Regions from separate parts of the Mus musculus genome. Here region 2 is linked to region 1. A link is a contact called in public HiChIP or PLAC-seq data. All regions are on one chromosome and are shown on one strand. The core of a region is the stretch at or near the end of the contact, and the rest is flanking DNA. Distances in the headings are between cores, read along the strand shown.

The links. HiChIP or PLAC-seq counts read pairs in DNA pulled down with a chosen protein or histone mark.
Region 2: a contact with region 1 is called in an H3K27ac HiChIP or PLAC-seq map of embryonic stem cells, with 6 times the contacts expected there. The contact joins two enhancer-like sites. A contact is called at or near these places in 6 of 484 Hi-C or Micro-C datasets (all in embryonic stem cells), 11 of 115 datasets of contacts at active chromatin or transcription factors (embryonic stem cells and stem cell-derived epiblast-like cells) and 1 of 9 other capture datasets (embryonic stem cells).

What each region holds. Positions count from the first base shown.
Region 1 is chr3:8,004,095-8,008,911 of GRCm38.p6, reverse strand. No RefSeq gene overlaps it. Among named protein-coding and RNA genes, the nearest start is that of 1700010I02Rik, 52 kb to the right of the region's middle. Within about 2 kb of position 2,076, at least 22 of the 459 cell types and tissues checked have an H3K27ac peak or open chromatin away from gene starts, as enhancers often do. A contact at or near this core is called in embryonic stem cells and stem cell-derived epiblast-like cells, where this site is marked.
Region 2 is chr3:7,680,847-7,685,663 of GRCm38.p6, reverse strand. The region is part of intron 2 of Gm16685 (predicted gene, 16685); the gene reads right to left. Among named protein-coding and RNA genes, the nearest start is that of Il7, 69 kb to the right of the region's middle. Within about 2 kb of position 2,518, at least 11 of the 459 cell types and tissues checked have an H3K27ac peak or open chromatin away from gene starts, as enhancers often do. A contact at or near this core is called in embryonic stem cells and stem cell-derived epiblast-like cells, where this site is marked.

The DNA.
Region 1 (4,817 bases), core at 827-3,326:
CTCCTCCCCCTCCCACTCCTCCCCCTCCTTCTTTTTAACAGTATTTCTGAGGAGGTGAGAATGAACTATAGCAATCCTGCAGAATTTCCTATGGAAAAAGTACCCACCACAGGAAGACATCTCACTCTTGCCCCTCCTGATAGAATATCAGAGCAGGGAATTGGGATTGTGTAGGGTAGGTAGTGTGAGAATTATGAATTGCAGAACTTCTGGGCAATGACAACTCACAAAACACAAACACATAGGTACTCCTATACACACACACACACACACACACACACACACACACACACACAACACACACACACCAAGTCCTCTGCTTTTTCAGCTTCAATATCAATTGCTCTCTTTTTGAGCAATTGATATTGTTATCATTTAGAGATAATAAAATGTAAAATTATCTCCTTTCCTAGGAGACAATTTGAGAGACATGGACTGACAGTTGTTGCTCTTTGCCTTACTTCTCTTGAGGCAGAGTGAAATCTTAACCTTCAGTGTTAGTGGGAGATGAAAATTTTGGGAGGTGAAGATTTTTTTTTTCTGGATGAAGCCACTGCTATTGATTTGTGTTTGGTATTTGCTGATTAGACTGCACTGCCACTATGACTTGTGTTTTGATATCTTCAACTGGCTTGATATCTTAACAATGAAGATTGGAATTGCCCCAAAGAACTGCTACTAAAGAGGTTCAAAACTCCCATTTTCCATGAACCTTTCTTTTCCCATATCCTCTTGTAGGTGGGATAGAAGGTAGTTTGAAGTGTTAAAGAACCATAATTAAAGTAGGCTTTGTGTTTGGGACTGATAGTCTAAGTTCCAGAGAAATAGCTAGGTACTTCCACTATATGAGAACACAGGTAAAGGCATCATATACAATCTAGTTCTTATCAGACACTGAATCTGAGAATATCTTGAACCTTGCCTTCTCAACCTTGGGAACTAGGAAACAGGTTTTTGTTGTTTATAAGCTATGCAGGTTATAGAATTTCTCTGTGGCAGCTCAAATAGCCTAAAGTTTGTCAGAACACCAAAGCTCTAGCCATAGCTTTTTTTTCTGGGAATTACAGTCTTACGTTACTAGATTTCAGAGACATCCATATATTAACATTTACTAAGTATCTATTATAGAGAGAATGTCTTATGTATTGTAAGAATACATCACTTGTCTTTTATTTTTTCTTTGCTTTGTTTTTTATTGGTTATTTTAATTATTTACACTTCAAATGTAAATAATTACATTTCCCAGGTACCCCTCTACAAACCCCATACACCCTCCCCCATATCTCCTGCTTCTTTGAGGGTGCTCCCCCACCCATCTACCTACTCCTGTCTCGGGGCCCAACCATTGTCCTATGTTGGGTTATTGAGCCTTCAGAGGACCAAGGGACTCCCCTCTCACTGATGTCAGCTAAGGTAAACAATTCTCTGTTACATACACAGCTGGAGCCATGTGTCCCTCCATGTGCACTCTTTGGTTGGTAGCTCCCTGGGAGCTTTGAGGGAGTCTGGTTGGTTAATATTGTATTTCTTCCTATTGGGATGCAAACCCCTTCAGCTCCTTCAGTCCTTCCCCTAACTCCTCCATTGAGGTCCTTGTGCTCAGTTTCGTGATTTGCTGCTCAGAGCCACATTAGTTTGGCTCTGGCACAGACTCTCAGGGGACAGCTATACCACGCTCCTGTCAGCAAATGTTTCTTGGCATCAGCCATAGTGTCTGGGTTTGGTGTCTGCAGATGAGATAAATCCCTAGGTGGAGCAGTCTCTGGATGGCTTTTACTTCAGTGTTGCGTCTGGCCAGCAGCTCACATGCCTGGGTTCTAGTCTGGAAAGGCATCTTGGAAACCTGGAAGAGAAGAAGGGGGGCTAGGCAGCACGAGAGAAAGACAGAACCAAGACAATCAGTCTGATCAAGGTTTGATTTTACCATTTCCGACACTGGGTTATGAAACAGGGGAAGGGGGCCAATTCCCCGCCAAATCATCCTGGAGTAAAGTTTCAAGTGACCACGTGATAGCTCCGAACAGCTAGGCAGCGGGCAGTAGAAGTGGGCGTGACAGGGTGGCAGGCCCCACCCTGATGCTTTCTTTGTGCTAACAGTGAAACTTGATCAGCCAGGTTTCAGGCTGGGGAGGGGGGTTACATCTCCTCCCTGTTGTTAATATAAAAAAGAAAAGGCTGGCCTGAGGCATAAAATTTATTTATACTCTATAGTTCTGCCTGAATTTTAGGACCTAAAGAAGAAACCTGTCTCAGTGGGATTTCTTAACTTTTCTTAAGGTAAACCATATCTGGATAAGACTGTCCTAGTAAACATCTAGCAGACTAGCCCTGATCTGTTGGCTCGGTCTTTTTTATAATGCTAATTAGTTACTGAATAGGTAACTTCCTAGTTGAATTCTAAGTAATCAGTTACTCAGTCTTTCTTGGACTTTGGAACACTGGCTTAACTATGTCAAGATTCAAATTTAAAAGGCACTATAGTAACATAACTGTAAAGGAGAGCACATGGATCCATACACCAGACAAACTCGGGGATAGGGTAAGAGTGTGCGGGTTAATGAGAACGCCAAGGCTCCAGGAGGTGAGCTTCTGTGAAACTCTTGCCTCACGAGTGCTTTCTAGGCTTCTTAGCCTGTCAAGCAGACTTCACCGGAGTATGCGTGGCATTCCCCCTGTACTTTTATTATTTAGCTGAAGTTCTAGGATGTCCCGCCTCGTCGTAGCTACAGATTTTAGGAGTGCTCTAAAGATGAGTGGAAACACAATGATTACTAATAAAATAGTGCCAATAATTATAGCAAATAGGATTATATATTGAACCCAATCTAGGGGATTCAATGTATTTAGGTTATTTTTAAATCTATGGCCAATTCATCAATGTTCCAAGTGTCCAAGTGACTATTGCTAATATCTGAAATTTCTGCCTTTTTAGCTCTAATAGAAAACCTAAATCTCAAATCAGACCTAAAGCCACAACATATGCAGGAATGTCTTTAGAATGAAAATAGCAGCTGCCACCTGAATGCTCTTGGGGGCGGGGATGTACGAATACTGCAGTCAGGCTGAAGGTGTTGATTGACCTGCTTGAAAGACAAAATCTTAGACAGTGAGAGTAACATCACAAAGCTTCTTTTGGGGAAGTCCAGGTACTTTATTCAGTTGCAAATTAGCAAGGCTCAAGCTCAGTCTCCAGGCTGGTTTTAGAATTAGTGAAAAGGCCAGAGATTCTCTGGAAGTGGGGGCTGTGCTCAGAATTAACTTTGCTAGACAATTAAGAATATTAGTTATCTACAATAGGAATCTCTAATATTGGGCTAAATATTAGACCAGCCTAAGATTGAGTTAGAAATTTTTTAAAATTTATTGGATATTCTATTTATTTACATTTCAAATGTTACCATATTTCTCAGCTTCCCTTCTGAAAGTCCCCTACCCCATCCTCCCTACCCTGCTTCTATGAGGGTGCTCACCTACCCACCCACCGACTCCTACTTCCCCACCCTGGCATTCTCCTACACTGGGAGATCCTTCACAGGGCCAAGGGTCTCTCCTCTCATTGATGTCTGACAAGGCCATTCTCTGCTACATATGCAGCTAGAGCCATGGGTCCCTCCATGTGTACTCTTTGGTTGATGGTTTAGTTCCTGGGAACTCTGGGGGTTCTGGTTGGTTGATATTGTTGTTCTTCATATGGGTTACAAACCCCTTCAGCTCCTTCAGTCCTTTCTCTAACTCCTTCATTGGGCACCCCATGGAATGGTTAGCTATGAGCGTCTATGTCTGTATTTGCCAAGCTCTGGTAGAGCTTCTCAGGGAACAGCTCTATCAGGCTCCTAGCAGCAAGTGCTTCCTGGAATCTGCAATAGTGTCTGGGTTTGGTGTCTGAATATGGGCTGGATTCTCAAGTGGGGCAGTCTCTAGATGGCCTTTCCTTCAGTATCTGCTCCACAATTTGCCACCGCATTTCCTCCCATGAGTGAAGTATAGCAAAGAAACTGAGGATTCATTCTCCCATTATCCCAAGGGATGATCACAGCAGTGGGTGAGAAGGAGGAACCAGATCCATGTTACACACAGGACGAATGCAGCCAGTGTATCAGCAGATGGCAAAACTCAGGGAGATTTCACAGATACCACAGCTGTGGGATAAACCACTTTGGTTTCTTGCAAAATTGGAATAGCAGGTTGGTTCAATCCTGTCCTATGGGAATTAATGTTCTGGGCTTATAGCATGCAAAAATGCCTAGGTTGGTTGCTGAGGCCAGAATCAGGCAGAAGCCTGAAATGCCTCTTCCTGTAAAGTAAGGGGCAGGGGCCCAAGCAGAGCCCAGCATCTGAGCTAAAACAGAGCTGTATCTATTATTACAGTATCTCCACAAGTTTTGCCATCTGCTGATACACTGGCTGCACTCATCCTGTGTGTAACATGGATCTGGTTCCTCCTTCTCACCCACTGCTGTGATCTGCCCTTGGGAGAATCCTCAGTTTCTGTGCTCTAATTTACAGGACACAGAGACAGGCAGATCTCTGTGAATTCTAGACTAGCCTGGTCTACATAATGTTAGGACAAGATCCTCTGCTGATAGATACAGCTGTTTGTAAACGACAATCTGGAATTCAAAATGATACATTAATTTTTCCTTAAAAGTACTATGTAGGTTATTGTTTAATAAGTAGAAATATCCTTAGTAATTTTAAAAAATGAATACACATTGAACATAATTTTATATAAAGAGAAGGGAATATAGGTATATTTATTCACATACGGAATGTTTATAATTTCAAATTGAAAGACAATGTTTTTTTTTTTCTGTTGC
Region 2 (4,817 bases), core at 1,269-3,768, 320 kb after region 1:
GTCTACATGCCCTGCTTTCTAGTCACTTCCTGTGTTTGCCTCTGATTTCTAGTCATCTCTGTATAATGGGCAGGCAGCAGGAAAGCAGGGCTGGGGAGGGGAAAAACTGCTTTTTATTTTGGGTTGGGGTTGTTCGTCCCTTACTCTGGTGAAGGAATAATTTGTTCTGGTCTATTTTACATCAGTCAATCAAAATTTTGTCCCAGACATATATGCCCCTTAGTGCAAAACATCAACTAAGTTTTGATTAATTACATACTAGCAGCGCATTCATTAGGATAATTGTTTTAAGAAACTCCCCAAAGACTTACAATGTTTTTACTTCCCCCATCCTGGAAGAATTATTTGTTACTCTTTTTTTCCAACCAAAGGTAGAGAAATACAAGGTAAAATTTAATTATTAGAAAGATTTACCTATGGAAATTTGTAGTAAATGGCATAGAATAATGTTTTAGTATACTTTGCCTTAGACCAAGCTCCAAGTGCAAGAAACTATTGGCACGGCATAAGATGTGCATTTTCCTAGGCAGTAAAGGTGTTACTAACAGTGTCACATAGATGGTCCTTTCTACTTCAAACATAGGTCCTGACTTAACAAAGTGCACAACTATCCCAATTGCAAACAAGTTAGAACATATTGAAACACACACACACACAACAAAACCCAAACTCAGTCAAATGATAACTAAGAATGTAATTGCCACATAAAATTCTAAGTTCTTATTCTTCTACTCTTTCCTTGTTCTAAGTGACTAGATGAGCATAAATATAGTGCTCCACAAAGATAGTACTGGAACCTGTAGTCCCAGCATTCTTGTTTGTGTATGGCTTTATTCACGACTCTATGTTCTTTTTGTAGTTTTCCTGCCCTTTACACATGAAGGAGAGGAAACCCTGTTCTCTCAGAAAAATAAATACTTTGTATTTTATCTACTATTATTTCCACAAGAAATGAGGGAATTGTTGCTACATTCTATGCTTGACAATGAGTTAATGGAGAAGACTAGGGTATCAAGTCTCTTCTCACTTCTCACCCCTCAGGTCATCAAGCATTAGAAACCGCACATACTGGGTTAAGGTTTGTACTATTGGCCTCAAGATCTTAGTTGCAACTTTTTTATGTCAGTATCCACATGTGCAAAGATGCTGAATCCAAAATGCAATAAATCCACTCATTTGATTTTTAGACTTTATTTCCCTAAATGAAATAAATGTGAGTAATATTAGTTACATAGGACCAACAAGAACAATAAAGTTGTATAGCTTTTTTTCTCAAAGGAAATTTGACCCGTCCAGCAGGTCCAGTTATTCGAGGATCTCGAGGGGACCTCCTCCTAATAACCAAATGGGGGGTAGAGAGAGACAAGGGTCTTGTACGAGTAACGACAGGGAAACCGTTCTGAAGTTGTATCAAGACCCCAATGTATTGAGAAAGGTCCAAGGTTTAAATGCACAAGCAAAAGGGGAAGTACAGATACTTATCAGTGGGAGGGGTAGGGCAATACAAGCAAAAGGAGAAGTACTTATGGGAGGGGGGGGCAATAGAAATTCTTTCTTTTGGCAGCTACACGGGGAAGCAGGAACTTGGTGGTATCAGGGTGTGGTCAGGACATCGGTGATGACCTAGGGCTAGAACATCCCGTGGTTCTCGGAATCCATGTGTTGGTGGCCCGCTTTTGACCCCCTTTTCTTCTCAGGGGGAGAGGCCCAATTCAGAGATCAAGAGTTGCCTTAATAGCTCCCAACAGAAATTAGAACACTTTACCAACATTATTGTCTCATTAATACCACATGTCTTTGAAAAATAAGAGCAGTGCATGTAGATGGAAGCTTATGAGCTGGGGGAGGCACACAGACCTGAAAATCATTTAGGTGCTAAGTAGACAAGATAATGTGTGTGAAACCTGGTGAGTGCCCTCTGTTCACTGCCTTCTACCTACTCCGAGTTTCTGTCTCAGGCTCCCACTCCTTTTACTGCCCCTCCCCCAGTCTTCTTTCTATAGTAGAAAAGCTTGAGACAAGATCATTTTGGTTGGATAAGGGGATATTTTGTTGTACCCCAAAGTATTCTGACTTTCTTGAAAAAATATCATGAAAACTTTTCTCATTGTTTAGTTGTTTCCCAGGAGCATGAGTATCTCCCATTTTTAGCAAACTCTTCAGAAGTAAGGACAAATAATTTCCCTTAGCATCTTTGTAGAGTTGGAAGAGTTTTGACTCTGGGATACTATAATGCCTGTATTTTGAGCTATTGGGTGAAGAAAAAAAAATCCACTAAGTGGAGAGATCAGACAATTTAATAGGGGTGAACATGTAGAGGCAGCTTGGCTATAAACTGATTAGTCTTGCAAGCCTGAGGACCTGAGGAACTGCCGCAGACCCTCTTGGTCTGCCTAGGACAGGTCTCTGGTTGCAGATGGACAAGGAGTCGGAGAATGACAGACAGATGGACAGACAGATGCAACACACAGAGGCAAGATACATACACCGAGTTACAGTGACACAATACAAAAGGAATGTATACATCAAAAGAAGGTGGGGACCAGGCACTGCTGTTTACCTCTAAGAAGGGTGCCAGGTGTAATGCTAGTCTATTGTTAAGCCCACCACCAGGGGTTCTTAGTAAATTCCTGATTTATGCTGTTTCTTTGAGCCTAGTGAAGAAACCTGTCTCAGGGGGATTCCCTAACTCTTTCATGGTGAACCCACCTATTCTCTAAGCCATTGTGAATTCCCTTGTCTGGGTAAGACTGGCTATTGTCCCAAGTAAACACTCTGCAGACCAGCCGTGAGCTATTCCAGCTCCGTTCTTTGTAATGCCTAATTAGTTTCATTGTCTCTACTAGAAGTAAATTTGAATGTTACTGAATAGATAACCTTCTCACTGCATTCCTACTGAGTTCCAAGTTTGTCGACTTCAAGGATTTTCTGGGAAGTTGGAACAATGGCGAAGGCTTAGCTATGTCAGAATTCACTCTTAAAAGGCACTTATAATAAAATAATACTGAAAGAGAGCACGTGGATCCACACACCAGACTAATTTGGGGATAGGGTATGAGTATACGGGTTATGAGAACACCAAAGTTCCAGGAGGTAAGTTTCCGTAAAACTCTTTGCCTTGTGAGTGCTCCCAGGCCTCTTGGCCTCCAAGCAAACTTCACTGGAGTGTGCATAGCAAGGACCCAGCATAAACATAAGAAGCCTACTCTGGTGGTTTGCTTTTGGGATCCTGAAGCTGGGGAACAGAGTCAGGTGGATCCCTGGGTCTCACTGGTCAGTCAGTTTAGTGTAATTTGTGTGTTTCCAACCAATGGAAGATTCAGTATCTACTCTCAATAGTGGTAGGTAGCACTTTAGAGTAATACTTAGGGTTTTCCTCTGGCCTCAACATGTACACTGACACACAGTCATGCAACTGCACACACAAAACCATGCACATAGACAGACAGACAGACAAACAGACAGGCACCCATTCACACACACACCAAAAAAATTTGAGACTTAGAATCCCAAGAATTCAAACTATAATTTACATGATAAACTCTCTGTATGCATGGCCTTTTTGTTGCCCCAAAGCCTTCCCTACACTATTTTCTAAATGTTGTAACTTAGCCCTGATGTATTATGGGTAAAACCTTACACCAATCCTTAGTGGAAATGTTAAGGGATGAAGAGTGTATCACCAGAGGCCACATGATAGTGATGAGTGCAAAAGTCTTTCCATTGAACAAGTCAGAGCGTATTGAAGTGAAGTCTGGTCTTTAATATTCATTTGACTTTTGCCCAGCAATACTCCTAAGTGGAGATTCCACATTCATTTCTAATACAGAGGAAATGTGTGCTTAACTTAAAAATATGGGGCTTATATTCTGAAGATACTGTAATGTGTGGCATTTTAAATACCTAAAGATAGAACAATGTATTTATAAGGGACAACCACAATGCCAGACTCTGCACAAGCTTTGAAACACTCAAAGTCAGTGCTACCTCACATAGTCAGACAAGCTAGTGAGCATTTAATTCCATGAGATAGTGAACCTGGGTTGTGTCTTTAGCAAAATAAGAATGATCTTCATCTTATTGAAGTCATGATGTCCAATCACTGGCTTTAATACCATCATTTTCATAGAAGTGGATACACACACAAATGAAGAATGGGTCACATCTGCCATTCAGAATGAATGGAAATAGAGTGAATAACTCTTGGCTTTAGGTTCAGCAATAGGTTCTAATTTGTAAGGACAGTACTATGAGGCACAAATTGGTATCAATAGGCTCAAATTATTAGACAAGAAGGCAAGAGCATTGCCACAATGTCACAAGATTGTTGGTTTTAAGGACGGAGGAACCAGAATAAGTATGATTGCATTTCCAAAGGCTGAAAAGATGCAGAACAATGTGATATTAAACAAAAGACAAGCTTGCCAGTTCCCTGGGAAATTTTCTCAACAGGGATATATATTACCCAGGAGCAAGTCCCCCCAGGGCTACAGCAAATGCTCAGGACTCATGTCATTTCATGGGAAATGCACAAAGCTGCTACAGGAGGTAGACAAGGGGACCTGCCAGACCTCCTGTCTCTAATCTCTGTGATTTAAAGGTTCTATGCTATTACCCAGCAAGAAGCACTGCTATTTAGCGATTCCATTTGTAAAATGACCCCACAGGTTTTTCTCTCATTGTTTCCACCTTTGCTGAACTCTCATTTTTTTTCCATCTTACTTAGTGAGACTCAAACAATAATACATGGCATCAGAGGGTTGGGAAGGTTGCTGAAGGACACCTAAATAGGAGTAAATGTTTGCTTGCTAGGAAAA